Regions from separate parts of the Mus musculus genome. Here region 2 is linked to region 1. Evidence: chromatin contacts called from public HiChIP or PLAC-seq data. All regions are on one chromosome and are shown on one strand. Each heading gives the region's core, a stretch centred on a gene start, on an enhancer-like site or on the middle of the called end of the contact. The rest is flanking DNA. Distances are from core to core; before and after follow the strand shown. Region 1 overlaps Grik3 (glutamate receptor, ionotropic, kainate 3). Region 2 has its middle 7.3 kb from the start of 2610028E06Rik.

Region 1 (3,855 bases), core at 1,238-3,737:
ACTGAGGCTGTAGCTAAGTGCACAGTGGTCTTCAGTGCAGGCAGATCGGAAGGCCTGGAAATCCCCACCCTGTGCACATGAGGGAATGAGAAACAAAGGATTCCTTTAGGGGTGGTAGTACGGGATATGTATCATGATACAGGGAAACCTGTCCAGCCAGCCATCCTCAGAGTCAGAATCAGTGCCCTCCCCGGGGACTTGGGGAATCACAGAGCTGTCTCAGGCATAGGAGAGACCACTGTCAAACTGTCAGGAGTTCTCAGCCTAGGAGGCTTGTACATAGACCACAGATGGAGGATCTGACAGTTGACATTTGGGGATTTTCCAATACCTGTCTCCCCCTCTAGTCAGATTTATGTGAACTGTTCAGAATGCCAGTTCTAGGATTGCTGGTCACCGCAGTGCTCACTGTCAACATTGTCAGCTGGCTCAGGGTGTCACAGAAGACACCCTCCATGGCTCAGCGCACTTCTGAGAACATCATTGTAAAGAGGGTCTTGCCGGGTGGCATCTTTAGAGCCTTCTAGTGTGGTCAAGAAGTTCAGTAACTCACTCAAGGCCTCGTGCTGTGTTCTGTGGATGCAGGAGTAAACATAGGCAAGGCCCCTCCCCTGAGCCTCAGGATGTTGCATTCTAGCATTGGAAATAAACAGATAACGGATGTGAGTCTCCAGCCACAGTAAATTCATCTAAGCCGGAGATTGGGTTGAGTCTCCAGCTAGGATGATGCTGCAAATATGGGAGGTAGCTGGTCAGGAGAGCTTCTCTGACTTCTAGACAGATCTAGACAGAGCCTGAGGATTGAGAGAGTGGGGACCTGCTGTGACCCACCCCAGAAAGCCCAAGAGCAGTGGTTCTCACCCTTCAGCTGCAACGCTTTAATACAGTCCCCTCATGTTCTGCTGACACCCCCCCACACCATAAAATTATTTTTGTTACTATTTCATAACTGTAATTTTGCTCCTGTTAAGAACGGCAATGTAAACCTTTTTGGAGATAGAGATCTGTCAAAGGGGTTGAGACCCAGAGGTTGAGAACCATTACCCTAGAGGAAGGGCTGAGAGACTCATGCAAGGCAGAAGGATGTCATTGCTGTCCCCTTGGTCTGCACCCAAGGAGGACATGAGGTCATTTCTGGTCCCTAGAATGCAGACTGTGGTAATGAATATGATGAAGAAACACAGGACTCGGGAAGACATACTCTGCAGAAGTCATGGCCACAGGACTGTGAGCACTGGTCCCCCAGCCTGCAGATGTGACAGGGATAGCAGGTGACAGAGACACACCCTTACTGCTTGGATTGTGTGCTGTCTCTTTTCTTCCCAGAAGCAGGCCTTGCTTCTGGCCCATGTGCCTGAGTCCCATGCCCTGTCTGCAAGGCCAGAGAAGGGGACCCAAGCCTGTCCCTAGCCCTGAGCCAGGGCACATACTTCAAAGCAAGTCATGATGGAGGTTCACCTCACTGAGGGACAGAGTCAAGTGAGAGCAAGGGAAAACAGGCAACAGGGACACCATCAGCCAGTTTGCCCCCAAGGCAGTGACAGGTTGCTCTAAAGAACTGAAGATCTTTCCAGAACCTCCCCAAGGTGAGCCTGAAGGCAGGTGGAGACTGTGCTGGGATCTGTTGAGCAATCAAAGGAGAGAGGAACAGTTTTGTAGATTGACCCATCAGGGCCACCATAAGCAGTAGTTCCTATTCTGGGAAAACACGGGTCAAATGGTCGAGTCAATCTAACTTCAGGAAAAATATGTATGCAGAGTTGGGAAACTGAGACCAGAATCAGTGTGTGTGTGTGTGTGTGTATGTGTGTGTGTGTGTGTCACAGCAAGTATGTAGAGGTCACATGACAATTTACAGGAGTCAGTTTTCTTCTTCGACCCTGTGGGCCCTGGGGATCAAACTCAGGTGGTCAGTTTGGGTGGATATTCTAATGTTTGTTTTTCTAACAAAATTTCCTGGAGCCTCCTCTTTATGTCGGGCTCTGCACTAATCCCCGAGAGGAGAGGCGAGAGGCACTTCAGTGAAGGGAACAAGCTTAATCCTCGCCCTCCTGGAGTTTATATACTGACAGGGAAGGCAGAGATTAAACAATAGCTTATAAAGAAAAGTTCTGTTGTGATCAGAGCAGCATGGAGCAATGCAGGGAAGAGCGAGCACTGTCCGGTGTATGATGGGGAATCTAGCCTACTTCAAAGAGGCGGGGTTCCAGCCCCAGCCCCCTTGGGCGCTGCTAGAGCAGGCCCCACCCATTTGGGTTAATACCACTACCAGGAATTTGGGGAGAGGACTCAAAGTGGCAGAAGATGGGTCATCTACCCTGGATTCTGGTGACTGGGGCAGACTGAACCTGCCATTCTTCTTGATAGACACTGGCACAGTATGGAGCCTTCGGGGAAGCAGGACTGGGGCCATTCTCCAGGCCTGGGAAAGGCACACACATCATTGCTCAGTCAGCCATCAAGGCTGCCGCAGCTCTGGGGGTGAATCGTAGAGGCAGGGCTGGCAGCTGGTACTTGGGATGTTACTCACACCTGTCTGGGTCTGTTCAGACATGTGGGAGGCCCAGACGATGCTTTATCGGGTTGCTACCCAGGCTCTACGTGAGGTACCTTGTTTCCTCAGCTTGGATGGAAAGCATCTAGGTAGAGAAACAGCACTTGGATAACGCAGAAGCTGAGGATGCTCCTGTGTGAATCAAGTTTTTATCACTGACAAACAGAAATACATTTAAAAAATAAATGTGTGTGCGCGCGTGCATGAGTGCTGGCACGCTCGTGCCATTGGTGTACACGTGGGGGTCAGAGGACATGAAGGGGATGCTGGTCCTCACCTTCCAGTTTGTGGGAGACAGAGTCTCTTGTACACTGCTGAATACTCCAAGCTGAACCACGAACTTCCCAGGGTTCTCCAGTCTCTCCCTCTGATCTCACGTATAGATGTGTGCGTCCAAGCCTGGCTTTCTGTGAGGGCTCTGGGAATCCAGACTCAAGTCCTCACACTTGCATGACAAGTGTTAGAGAGAAACACCTAAGTGGAGGGTTAGAGTTGGCTCACGGTTTCAGAAAATCCAGCTGCTTGCTCCGCTTGCCCTGCTGCCCTGTGGTGAAGCAGGAAGGGCATCATGACCACGGGAGCATGGGGCAGAGGCTTGTAGCCTCCTGGCTTCTGAGAAACAGAGACAAAAGACCCTTTATAGACACAAACTCCCACAGTGAAGCTTCTCTTTCCAGTAATACTATTACAGTGCAAATCTATCAGTGGATTAATAAGATCAAGGCACTCAGTATCCGGTCGTGAGGGATCCCAATGATAGATTCACAACTTGGGACAAGTCTTCAACATATGAACCTTCTGGGGCATACTTTATATCCGAGCTATAACACCCAATACTAGAGACATGGGAGGGAGCCAGCAGGCAGAACTCCAGGATGAGTCGAGTTGCTTTGTGGTTGTCAGGAATGGAGCTTGTTTTCTTGGACACCATAGAGGTAGAAGAGGGATCTGGATGGCTGTAGAACTCCAAACCCCATCAAATGCTACAAAAGAAATCCCAGCAAAGCCCCGGTGACAGGTGTAGTCAGAAGCCAAAGTGACATTCATGTGTATGGGAATGCAGCACAGGGCTCAGAACGGGACCCAAGAGTAGATGGTAGAAGAGCTCTCTGCATCCCACACAGGGTCTAAGGGACAGGTGTATGAGTTCTCTTGGGCTGCTATACCAAGTGATAGCAAACCAGGTGCCTTCAAACCACAGAAATGTGTCCTCTCCTTGGGCAGAAATGAGAAATCAGGGTGTCAGTGGCATTGCTTCCCTTCAGAGGTTCTGAAGGTGAGTGGGCTCCATCCTCCCAGGT
Region 2 (3,572 bases), core at 189-2,688, 250 kb after region 1:
TCTCCACACTACCCTCCAGTTAGATCCCTTCACTTGTAGCTCCAAGTCCCTTCCCCAGATTAGCCGTGTAGCTCAGTGGACAGTACTGCTTCTCTGAGAGCCAGGCTGCCTGAGTTCAAATTTCAGCTCTCCCACAGATTCGACCTCATGCCTTCCCCGCTGTTGTGTCTGTCCGATCATGTGTCACAGGAGCGTGATAATATGGCCACCTGACTGGTGGTGTTGAGGCCGGGTGAATGATCATACCTGTGGCCTATACACGGCTTTCCCTCTGTGTTCCCCCATCCGCATTCTAGGCAAACTCAAGCCTGGCCTGTGTCCTAGCTTCTGGGCTCAGACAGCTGATGCAGTGAGCTCGCCTCCCTCCCCTCTCCAGGGTGGATGGGTTTGAATGCAATCTGTAATCCCCTGAAAGGCCCCTGAGGGACCCATCGGCTCCTTCTAAGGAGCATTAACTCAAACTGTAACCAGCTTTCTGCACGCAATGGGAAGGCCAGGTCCCCTGGGAGTCCTCCCAACCATGGTGAGGAACTGCCAACTCCTTTCCCAAGCCAGGAGTAAGAGTCACATGGCAGTTGCCTTGAGCCCAGCCCAGTCCAGTCCCTGCATGCTCAGGAGCCACCACCTCCAACTCAGTGGCCAGCTCAGACTGTGTCCCCAGGCAGATCCTCTTACACGAGGACAGCAGCTAGCAGCTTCCCAACAAGGAAAGAAGCCCTCACTCCTGACAAGCCCGTTCATTCGTTCTCTGTAGGTTTGACCAGAGATTCTCCACTCTACCCTCCTTCCCCTGTTCCTCTCTGGATATAGAAGTGAGGGTCTTCTATTGCTGTACCAGAAAGCAAGGCTAGACTAGGTTTGTCGTCAGTGAGAGATTCTTGCAGAGTGGGTTCCACTGTAAATCAGGAGGTAACGGGATTCTGGGGAAGGTAGAAGAAGATGCTGAGCTAAAACAGAAATTTGTACTTGAACCCGATAAGGTAGATCCCATTTCACTTCATCCCCCCACTGTATTTCCAGCTCCAACCCATACTGAGCATAGAGTAACCACTCAAAACAGTTCTACTGTGAATGAATGAAAGGACGGGTGAATTATTGCTTCTGGGGTCAGTGGTTGACCCCACTGCAATCATCAGCGTTGACAGATGCTCTCTCAGCCACCTCATGCCCCAGGAGACCCAAGGGCCCAGCCTATGGCCCCAAAGGTCTAGAAAGCAAGGGTGATTAAGCCGCGATGGAGCCTCCATTGGATCTGATGTGCCTTCTGAAACGAGAGAAATGCAACAAAATCAAGAATCTGGAAACCAGAAGCACTGGGAAGCATCGGTGGGTGGGTCCCTGAGCCCATCTTGTCAGAGACAAGAACAGGTGGGCTTGGCCCACCACCAGCTAGGCCTGCTGCGCTGTCCACGGGCCTGTCCGCTAGCGCCCTGGCCAGGCCCTACCAGCCCCTTGCCCAGCTTCCACCATCAGCTTCCACCACTCCCACAGCACCTTGCCTCTTAGCCCAGGCTGAGCGACAGCCAACCAGCCAGGCCAAGAAGGAACTAAGCCCCAGGGAAGAGAACAAATAGAAAAAAGTAACGGAACCTCTGCCCCGCCCCCTCCGATACGCACAGATGCAGGTTGCCACTCAAAAAGCAATCTCTCCAAACGTTTAAAAACCGCCTGCAATTTATATCTTGTGCTTGACAGAGCATCTCCAAGTCATTTCCTGGCACACAGAGGCACCATCAGCTCTGGAGCACAGCTGCGGCTCCGCCCCTCGCCCAGCTTAGGTTACCCTCCCCCAATGTGGGTGAGGCCAGGTAGGGATATCCTGCTTCGGTCTCTCCCAGGCTCAGCAGGGCTCAGAGGGCTAACCCAGAGGCCTGAGTTTGCAACCCCATCCAGGACTCCCATTCTCCCTGAGTCCCAGGTCCAGACAGAAAGAGCCATGGTTCTGTGATCCATCAGTGACATTTCAGAGTAAGGCTCCACTTCCAGGAAATGGTTACTCTAATGCAGAGTGATGCTTTCTACAAGAGGCACTTTGGGGATAGAGGGACCTCAGCCTTCCCTGAGATGTCCCCGGTCTTACCAGGCCTAACAGGATATACAGGAGTTGGCCACGTGGAAACAGGGCTGGGATTCCAAAATGAAGGCTGCAGAAGCAAAGACCCAGCGATGGAAAAGGCCTGGCTGGAGCGCAAAGGCAAGGCCACAGAGCAGAGATGAGACTATCGAGAAGGCCCGTGGGGGGGGGGGGGGCTCTGACTCAAGGAGCTGGCTGCGCATCCACAGGACCTTCAAGCAGGAAGGACACTGATACAGGGGACAAAGACAAACCAAGAGGCAGGCCACAGAGAAGAGAGAGGCCATTCGGAGAAGAGAAGGGATTAGCTGAGGCCGCTGGAGGCTGGGCCTGTATTCCCGATCGATCGCTCAATTGCTTGTCCCCTTCAGTTCCTTCCTACATCAGCCTGGGCCATGCTCACCTCTGGTCTGCTTTTACAGCTGCCCCAAAGCCTCTGCCTTTCCCCTGAACTGGTAAAGCCCTCCCCATAAGCCTCCTGATGGCTGGCTGCCTCTCTGGGTGCAGCCCACCTTCAGATGTGAGGTTCTGCTATCTCTCTGCCTTCAGAGCCCCCCCACCCCCCACTAGTAGTCAGCTACCTTGTGCTGTGACCCATGATTACTGTTGTGGTTTTGCTGGTGTCTGTTTTGTTTCTGTAGCTCAGATTAGCCAGAACTTTCGCCTCAGCCTCCCCAGTGCCAAGGTTCAGAGCACAGGCCACCAGACCCTGCTTGCTTAGGTCCTTATTCTTGGTCATCCCCTCTAAACTCTAGGGGAGCAGATGCCTTGTCTGGCTTGTTCCCAGCTACAGTCCTAAGCACCTAAAAGAGACGCTGGCACACAGTAGGTCCCCGACAAGCACCTGGCTATAGGCAAACCCTTCCTACCGTCGTAGTTCTGATTTTGCTCGATGCAGATCCTTAGCCTGCAAACTTCAGCTGCTGCCTGTGGAGTTCCCAGCAATTAATCATGTTCTGTCGGGTGATACCCTTTGTGTTGTCATTGGAGGCTTCGTCTCATTCATCTCTGTCTGGCCCCAGGGTCTGGTGCATAGTAGGTACTCAGTCGGGGGTTCCTTGCCGTTAACCCTCTTCACCTCCCCTGACTGAGTGATGGGCTAGCAGCAGACATTGCCAAAGGCAGAGTAGACATAGACACAGACACACACAGAGAACAAGACACCCAGAGGAAAACACAGAGATCCCCACAGACAGACGCACACACAGAAACACAGGGAGAGAGATACACAGAGAGAGACAGAGACAGGCACAAATAAACAGACAGGCACAGAAATACAGACAGACACATAGACACAGAGAGAAACACAGACACATGCATGGACGGACACACAGAGAAACACAGAGACACAGGTATACAAACAGAAAGACAAATACACACGTGGAAATAAAAAGACACAGACACACAGATTAACAGACACACCCAGGCTGCCAGGGAGACAAGGAAGGGGTAGAGAGGCTGGGCAGGGAGTGTTCGGACTTCCAAGGTCACCACAGAA

The links. HiChIP or PLAC-seq counts read pairs in DNA pulled down with a chosen protein or histone mark.
Region 2: an H3K27ac HiChIP or PLAC-seq map of SST interneurons shows a contact between it and region 1, with 7 times the contacts expected there. The contact joins two enhancer-like sites. A contact is called at or near these places in 1 of 484 Hi-C or Micro-C datasets (nephron progenitors), 6 of 115 datasets of contacts at active chromatin or transcription factors (SST interneurons, differentiating embryonic stem cells, embryonic basal ganglia and 2 more) and 1 of 9 other capture datasets (embryonic stem cells).

The regions. Positions count from the first base shown.
Region 1 is chr4:125,677,049-125,680,903 of GRCm38.p6, forward strand. All of the region lies in intron 10 of Grik3 (glutamate receptor, ionotropic, kainate 3), which reads left to right. Among named protein-coding and RNA genes, the nearest start is that of Gm32807, 120 kb to the left of the region's middle. Within about 2 kb of position 2,488, at least 2 of the 459 cell types and tissues checked have an H3K27ac peak or open chromatin away from gene starts, as enhancers often do. A contact at or near this core is called in SST interneurons, where this site is marked.
Region 2 is chr4:125,927,878-125,931,449 of GRCm38.p6, forward strand. No RefSeq gene overlaps it. Among named protein-coding and RNA genes, the nearest start is that of 2610028E06Rik, 7.3 kb to the left of the region's middle. Within about 2 kb of position 1,439, at least 24 of the 459 cell types and tissues checked have an H3K27ac peak or open chromatin away from gene starts, as enhancers often do. A contact at or near this core is called in SST interneurons, where this site is marked.